Regions from separate parts of the Gossypium hirsutum genome. Here region 2 is linked to region 1. The links are chromatin contacts, called in public Hi-C maps. All regions are on one chromosome and are shown on one strand. Each heading gives the region's core, a stretch centred on a gene start, on an enhancer-like site or on the middle of the called end of the contact. The rest is flanking DNA. Distances are from core to core; before and after follow the strand shown. Region 1 holds the start of LOC107916750 (endo-1,4-beta-xylanase 5). Region 2 has its middle 45 kb from the start of LOC107916774.

Region 1 (4,210 bases), core at 162-2,661:
AATTTTATAAAATAATAATTTTGGAATCTAAGTGATTAATGATTCAAGTTTATCGTACTAAAATATCATATTATTATTATGCTTTAAACAGTTTACAAATATATATGGTTTCAAATTTATATGCTCTAACAAGTAAATAGTTATATTGTAACAACATTTTAATTTAAAGTATTAATTTTTCTAATTTAACTCGAACAATTTCACTCGATTTGACCGAAAGTTCACACTTAATTCGAGTTATTCGAAAATCTAAATAAGAAAAGATAAAATTACGTCATTTTAATAAATGTTTACCTTATTTAAAATTAAAAGTCAAAACTATAAAGTTAAAAGTAAAATTACGTTATTTTGATAAATATTTACCTAAAAGTTAAAACTCAAAACTATAAAGTTAAAAGTAAAATTACGTTGTTTTGATAAATATTTACTTAATAATTTTATTTTCCTTCCCGAATTGTCACACTTTCCCTTTTTCCTTTGTTCATGTAAATATAACATCAAGTATAAGATTTGTTAACTTGACACGATTCAACTCGACTTGAAATTTTTTGACTCGATTAAAAAAAATTCAAATTGAATTCAGTTATTAAAATAGGATTCGTCAACTCGACTAACTCGAAATTTTTTAACTCGACTCAACTAAATCGAATACCCATCCCTTTCTGGCAGGTTGAAGGCCACTCTACAGTGATACTAGAATTGCAGTGAAAATGAAAATGTCTTTACCTTTTCCTTCAATGCCCAACAGGTTCCACGTCCATGGAGGAACCGAGGGATTGGGCATTCAATGTGATTTGACTTTTAAAGCATGTGAATGCATGGTCCCAATATCATGCACGCTTCACGCGTGCAAGTTCTAGCCATGAATGAAGCACCCCTGGAATCAAACTGGTCTGACAATGGAGGACTAGACTTTACTCTAAAGCAGACTTCACCTATTTCCAACCCACTTCCCATTAATTACCCATCTTCAATCCTTGTACAACTTGTGCTTTGTTTTCCAATCTCCATGATCAAAACAAAAACTAAGTTATCCCCCAAACACTAATTTCGGAATCTCTCAGTATTAGCAACAGTGCTTGGTTACACTGGTCACCTAATCCTCGAACCTCCATTATATAAATTTCTTCTTTTACACTTCTCAAAGCAGCCCAAGTTGGTGGCCAAAAGCAACCCAAGTTCTAATAATATTGGTTAAACGAACATTGTTTCAGTTTGCTGACAAAAACCAGAGTTTGGCACACAACCAAATCTTAGATTAAAAAAACACTTAACTTGGACTCAGCACTTAGTTCTTAGCAACAAGCCAACTCTCCATTAAAGCTAAAGTGACTAATATTAAGTAAGGGTGGATAGAAAATAAATAAATTTCCCACTTATATAACGTTGAGTCTAAGCCTGTATAACCATATCTGGACATTTAGCAGCAAAGACGAGTTTATTTAAAGTTCACATCAAATGAAACCCTTAAGTAAAACATGTGAGCAAGGCACGGGTTCTCATAGGCCTTTCACTGTTCCCTTGTGATCCCCACCACAAACCTTAATTAGGTACACTCCCCCTCTTTCTCCTGATATCCGAAATCATTTCATTTTTTTTTTCTGTATGGTATATAATGTAAGCTTCAGCATTAGTTCAATCCAATAGCCGTTTGTTCAAAACAGGAACATGAAACATTCTCTTGTTTTTGGTGGCTTCTGGGCTTTCTTCATTCTTCTTTGTGGTTCCTTGGTTGCTTCATATGGTTCTCTCTCCCTTTCTACATTTGGTTTGACTGTTCAAAACATTCTAATGGGGTTTTCAGAAAACTTAAGTGGGTTCTTTTTCTTTTTATTGCTGCAGATGGGCCTTTATATGATTTTAGTGCTTACACAGAGGTAAAACAGTTTTGAGAATAGATCATTTATCTATTGACTGTATTATGAATATGTAGTCTGAAGTTATTTGATTCACCGCAATGTCCATGACAATTGTTGATGATGTTGTTGGTTGCAGTGTAAAGCACAGCCAGAGGAGCCACTGTACCAAGGAGGGATTCTGAAAGATGAGCCTCCCATTATGAAACCTGCCATTATTGGCAAAACTGCAACTGGTTTTTACACTCCAGCTTTTCTCTTGAAGAATCTCACCCTGGGCAATTTGTACTGTTTCTCCAGTTAAGTTCTCCATCTATATGAATTTCGGATACAAATATTAAAACACAAATACTTCAAAAAAAGAATAAACAAGTTCATCGACATAGGTGAACCCTTAATGCACCTGTTACTGACTTACTGGCATGTCACACTGTATCATCCGTGGCCCAACAAGTGGCAATGTTTAAGGTTTGGATTTGTCACATAAAGTGGCAACCGACATATGCAAATGCTAGATATGGCCCCAGTTCAGGAACATCCCCCTGTTGTAGAGGCAACTGCCTTTTTAACATAGACAAAAACTTCTACTGTGAATATCAGACAAATTGTATTTTGAAACATTACAGGATTGGCTTACTCTGTTTGGTGAAATTACAGCTTGGATCAAAATACAAGGTGCAAATTCAGCTCTCATTAGGGCAAGCTTGAAGACAGAAAACAGAACATATAATTGTATAGGGACTGTTTTGGCTAAGAATGGTTGCTGGTCATTTCTCAAAGGTGGATTTGTTCTTGATTCACCTTCAAATTTAGCTTTACTGCTATTCCAGGTGAACCTATTTTCAAACCAATATATATTTAGGCTTTTATATGTGAAAAAGATTGAGCATTAGGTCATGAATGCTGTCATTGATTTTTGCTTCTAAGAACCTTTTTTTTCTAATGTCCTGGATATGCAGAACTCAGATGATAAAGATATTGATATAACAATAGATAGTTCCTCGTTACAGCCATTTACTGATCAAGAATGGAGGTTCAACCAGCAATTCATGATTAACACTGTAATTACTGTTGACACACTTTGTGAAATGATATTTCAACAATGGTAATGTCCAATATCTTAACAAAAATTACTTACTGTCTATTTTTTCCCCAGCAAAGGAAGCGTGCTGTAACAATACATGTCTCAGATCAACAAGGTAATAGGTTGCAAGGAGCAGCAATAACTATAAACCAAGTCTCAAAGGATTTTCCATTTGGTTCTGCAATAGCACACACCATTCTTGGGAATTTGCCCTATCAGGTATGTGTTCGTATTAATTTCTTAATACATGTCGGACAATGCTAGCTAATTGATCTTGTTTTCTTTTTGTCTTCCAGAACTGGTTTGTTGAACGATTCAATGCAGCAGTGTTTGAAAATGAACTGAAATGGTATGCAACAGAACCAGATCAAGGGAAGACCAACTACACCTTAGCTGACCAAATGCTGGAGTTTGTTAGAGGCCACCAAATAATAGCCAGAGGCCACAACATATTCTGGGAAGACCCCAAGTACACGCCTGCATGGGTTCGGAACCTTGCAGGCCCTGACCTACAATCAGCAGTTAATTCCAGGATACAGAGCTTAATGAGCAAATACAAAGAAGAATTCATACACTGGGATGTCAGTAATGAGATGCTCCACTTTGATTTTTACAAGCAACGACTTGGACCTGATGCAACCTTGCATTTCTACGAGACTGCACATCAATCGGACCCTTTAGCAACCCTGTTCATGAATGAATTTAATGTTGTGGAAACCTGCAGTGATGTTAAATCAACAGTTGACACTTACATTGAAAGGATAAGAGAGCTTGAACGCGGTGGCATGTACATGGATGGAATTGGGTTGGAAAGTCATTTTACAGTGCCAAACCTTCCTCTAATGCGAGCCGTGATAGACAAATTGGCTACCCTCAGACTCCCCATATGGCTAACAGAGGTAGATATTAGCAGTTCCGTTGGTAAAGAATTACAGGGGGTGTACCTAGAACAGGTACTAAGAGAAGGGTTTTCACACCCTTCAGTGAATGGGATAATGCTGTGGACGGCTCTCCATCCAAAAGGGTGTTACGAAATGTGTTTAACTGATGAGAATTTTAAGAATCTCCCAGCGGGTGATGTGGTTGACAAGCTGCTGAAAGAATGGGAAAGCGGGGAGATGAAGGGGGTAACAGATGAGCATGGTTCATACAGCTTTTATGGATTCTTAGGCGAATACAAGGTCAATGTCGGATATGGGGACAGGGCTGCAAATTCTACTTTCTCACTCCCCCGTAGCGATGAGACTAAACACTTCAGCATTCATTTGTA
Region 2 (4,344 bases), core at 1,761-4,260, 240 kb before region 1:
ATGGAGTTATTCAAGAATGTTCTAGATGAATGCTTCTTAAAAAAGGTTCATGATTTACTTGAGAAAGAGGAAACCTTCTAAAAATAAACATTTGAGAAAGGTTGGATAGAGAAGTGGCAACAAATGATTGGTTGTGCATGTTTTCTAAATGCAAAAATTAAACATTTACCCCATTCTTTTTCCGATCACTGCCTGCTCTTAATCAATACGAATCAGGAAAAGAATGAATGAACAATGAATAGATTTTGGTTTGAAGCCTAATGGACGTTTGAGGTTTCATTTGAAGAATAGGTAAGAAGGATTTGGGGATCTACTTTGGGAAATATCCTGGATAAGTTGAGCTGTGTACGTAAAAGTTTACAAGTTTGGGCTAAAAGGGTTAAGATGGAAAGGGCTGGGTTAAAATGTTAGTTAAAAAAGAAATTGGAGACTCTTATGGACAATGAGAGGGATGATGATAACACAGCCAAACTTATTGATACAAAAGTACATTTGAATATGGAAATCGATAAAGATGAAGTCTATTGAGAGTAAAGGGCGAGGGCCAATTCGTTGTATTTGAGAGATAAGAATACAAGTTTCTTTCATATGTTTGCTTCATTTCACAAGAAAATTAATACCATAAAAAGCTTCGAAACTAAAGATGGTGATGAGATTTTGACAACTTCGAGAATGGGGGAAGTAACGACCAAATATTTTCAAAATTTATTGGTTACTAACGAGATAAGTTTTATGGAGCATATTCTATCCGGGGTTACCTATTGCATTTTAGATGACTTGAATATAATGCTAACAACTCGGTATACGACAAAAGGAGATTTTTGTGGCTTTAAAAAATATGGGGCCAACAAAACCGTCGGGGGTTGATTTTTCGATATTATTTTTTCAAAAATGTTTCCATATCATAGGTGAATATGTAACCTCTTTTTGTTTAGAAGTTTTAAATGAAGGGAAAGAGATGGAACAAATTAATGCCACATATATTTCTTATTCCAAAAGTGTCGTAACCAAAACAGATGGTAAATTTTAGACCTATTAGTCTCTATAATGTTATTTATAAATTGATAGCAAAGGCAATAGCAAACTGTTCTCAACAGGTGTCGGAAGTTTGCATTGATAAAGCCCAAAGTGCTTTTGTCTCGGGACATTTAATTTCGAGTAATGTGCTCTTTGCTTATGAATTATTACACACATTTCGACAAAAAAATAGGGAAAAAGGGCTTTAAATTAGATATAAGGCATATGATTGGGTTGAATTGAGATTTCTTAAGAATATGATGGAACGCATGGAGTTTGATTCTAGGTGGGCCGGGGTCATTATGAGATATGTATCAACTGTACCATACTTCGTTAGTATCAATAGCTAAATAAAAGTTTCTTTTTGACCTCATAGAGGACTTAGACAAGGAGACTCGTTAAGTCCTTTTTTATTTCTAATTTGTAGCGAAGGTTTATCCACCCTCATGCGTCTTGCTTTGGGGGAAGGGTTGTTAAAAGGTGTGAAAGTAAGCAGACAAGGTCCCTAAATTTCCAACTTACTTTTTGCTAATGACTGTCCTTTTCGGGGAAACGAGTGAGCGAGGTGCCCAAATTTTAAAGGGAGGACAATGTGTCACCTATAATAAATCTACGAATTTTATAGCTCAAATACTCGAGAATTAGATCGTGAGCTAATTTCGCAATAGTTGAGAGTGTGTTACTTAAACGACTCGGAGAGGTACTTGGACTTACCAAATATGGTGGGACGACAAAAAAAAGTTACTTCTCAAACATTAAAGGATAGAATCAAGAAGAGGATTGATGGGTGGAGTACACGGTTCCTTTCTCAAGGGGGAGGTCTTTATAAAATTGGTGTTACAAGCCATCCAAACCTATTCGATGGCATGTTTTTTGTTACCCAAGATGTTACGTAGGGAAACTGAAAGTATATTAGCGAGGTTCTAGTGGCAAAAAGGGCATGGTAAGAAAGGGATACATTAGTGTGATTGGGCTCGACTTTGCACACTAAAGGAAGATGGATGTTCGGGCTTTTGCAATTTGAAAAAATTCAAATATTGCGATTTTTGCCAAACAAGGCTAGAGGCTTATTAATCAACCAAATTCCTTATTAACTTGTGTTTTAAAAGCTAAGTATTATCCTAGTTCTGATTTTTTAAATGCACGGCTAGGTAATTTACCGACTTACTCGTGGAATAGTATTTGGGCTACCAAAGGTTTATTGCAAAAGGACTTGTGTTGGCGGGCTGGTTCGAGGGAAAGCATTTTAATCTCAGAGCATGCATGGATTCTAGGTTTAATTAATTACAAATTATGTGATGACATGCAAAATAATGTTGTTTCCTTTGTGGCGTAACTTATTTATAATACTACGAGAGATTGGAATAAGGAGATTGTGCTCAATACCTTCTCGTCTAAGGATACGAAATGAATTCTGTGGATACTATTAGCCAAGGAATAGGGGAAAAGCCAAAGCAATTTGTTAAGGGGGAGCTGAATGAAATTTTAATTTTGTATAGTCTATATTTTTTATAATTTTTAAGTATTAAATTAAATTTTTATATTTTTATGGGATCAAAGTGTAATTTTACATTTACTAATTTAAAATTTTAAAAATATTAAAAAGTTTAAATAATAATTTTTCGGGCTGAGGCCCATGCCAGCCCCCTAGAATCGCCTCTGCCAAGGAGCTGACATGATGACTTTGTGGTGTAGCAGGGTGAACACTGGATGACTTACAGACCATTTCTAATGCTTTTTATAGGAAGCTCTAGAGCCTTAAACTTCCCACTAAGATTAAGATTATAATCTGGAGAATTGCTAACAATTATATCCCTACATTTACAAATCTGAACCTTCAACCTTGGTGATTAATACTGTCTGCCCTCGATGTACGGGGGGTATGGAAAATTGGGACCATGTTTTTAGAAATTGCCCTGTATTAGTAGAAGTAAGGTCACAATTAGGCCTTCGTTGGGTTTTAAACAGAGCAGATTTGGGCCGGTAATCACCATACTAGGAGGATGTTTGGAGGAGCACTATGGGCAATCTGGTTAGATAGAAACAAAACGGGTTCATGAACTGGACAGAAGATCGCAAATGATTTACTTTGCAACTTGGTGGAAATTGATAAATCAGAGTTAGATGGGCCTACAAGAATGAGTGCGAATGACCAGTGGCTTCCCCCATATGGTGAACTCATCAAAGTTAATTTTGATGAGGCTTTTGACAAAGATTGTCTTGAATCTTGCTCTAGAATTGTGGCAAGAAACACTGGTGGTTGGGTTCGGGTCTCACGAACAATACTTCATGAAAAAGTTGCGTCCGCTTTCGCTGCAGAGGCCCTTGCATGTTCTTGGGCAGTACAAACAAGTATGGAAATGGGTTGGTCAGATCTCATCTTTGAAGGGGACTCGTTATCAGTTGTTAATAAATGTCGAATAAATTCCCTTGATAAGTCGGAAATTGGTGCTTATAAAAGGAATATTCAACAAATTTCGAAAAAATTCTGGTGGGTGCGATTTCAACATGTGAACAGGAAAGCCAATCAACTTTCTCATATACTAGCGACAGAATGTTTAAGAAGGAATGAGCAAACTTACATGGAAGGTGGGGTTTCCAGATTTGGCGGACGGAGAATGGAAGACGACTGGCCGCGCGAATCAGATTGAAGGAGTTATTGTGTTTAGGGCATGGAAGAATCGGGAACGATGGAAAATAAATGGAAGAGGGTTTTTGGTTCTCTTGGAAGATGTAACCGCTTGGTCTTGAAATGTGGAAATGAATTGATGCGGCTTTTTTCATCATTGAATGTGGCTGGTCAATCTTTTGGTCTGCTTTATTTGTATTTTGAATTATTTTTCCTTAATTTGTTTTAGGACTGGTTGGTTTTGGGCATTATGTTGTTGGGTCAGGTTATTTATGCTTTCTTTCTTTGCTTTTAAGCCTGTCAATTTTGGGTCTTATGCTGTTTTGTTTTTTCTTTTGTATATTAATAAAATCTAGCCCATTTATTGATTAAATTATTAATTTAATATACTTTTATTAATACACATACAAATGTTTATTTAAAATAATTTTTAATTTTCATTTAAAAATATTTGGGATAGTTTGTGTTTAAAAAATAATATATATTGATTAAATAATTGTTGGGATAATTTCTGTTTTTAAAAAATAAAGTATATTGATAAAAAATTATTGTTAAATTTTGTGCAATTTTTTAAATAGGATAAAAAATAAATTTTATACTTGTGAAAATTTGAACAATTTTTTAAAACGATAAAAAAATTAAATTTTATACTTAAATTTTAGGCAGTCAATGTGGAAAGAAATTAGTATTTCCATCTC

Evidence for each region. A called contact is a pair of places that touch in the nucleus more often than the background predicts.
Region 2: a contact with region 1 is called in a Hi-C map of leaf, with 2.2 times the contacts expected there. The contact joins the enhancer-like site here to the promoter of LOC107916750 in region 1. A contact is called at or near these places in 4 of 34 Hi-C or Micro-C datasets (callus and leaf).

Annotation. Positions count from the first base shown.
Region 1 is chrA01:105,959,247-105,963,456 of Gossypium_hirsutum_v2.1, reverse strand. LOC107916750 (endo-1,4-beta-xylanase 5) reads left to right here and starts at 1,411. Exons shown (of 8, transcript XM_016846117.2): 1 at 1,411-1,550; 2 at 1,665-1,744; 3 at 1,843-1,877; 4 at 1,996-2,155; 5 at 2,514-2,686; 6 at 2,816-2,917; 7 at 3,013-3,159; 8 at 3,237-4,210. The coding sequence starts at 1,669.
Region 2 is chrA01:106,199,482-106,203,825 of Gossypium_hirsutum_v2.1, reverse strand. No RefSeq gene overlaps it. Among protein-coding and RNA genes, the nearest start is that of LOC107916774, 45 kb to the left of the region's middle. Within about 2 kb of position 3,010, at least 8 of the 9 cell types and tissues checked have an H3K27ac peak or open chromatin away from gene starts, as enhancers often do. A contact at or near this core is called in leaf, where this site is marked.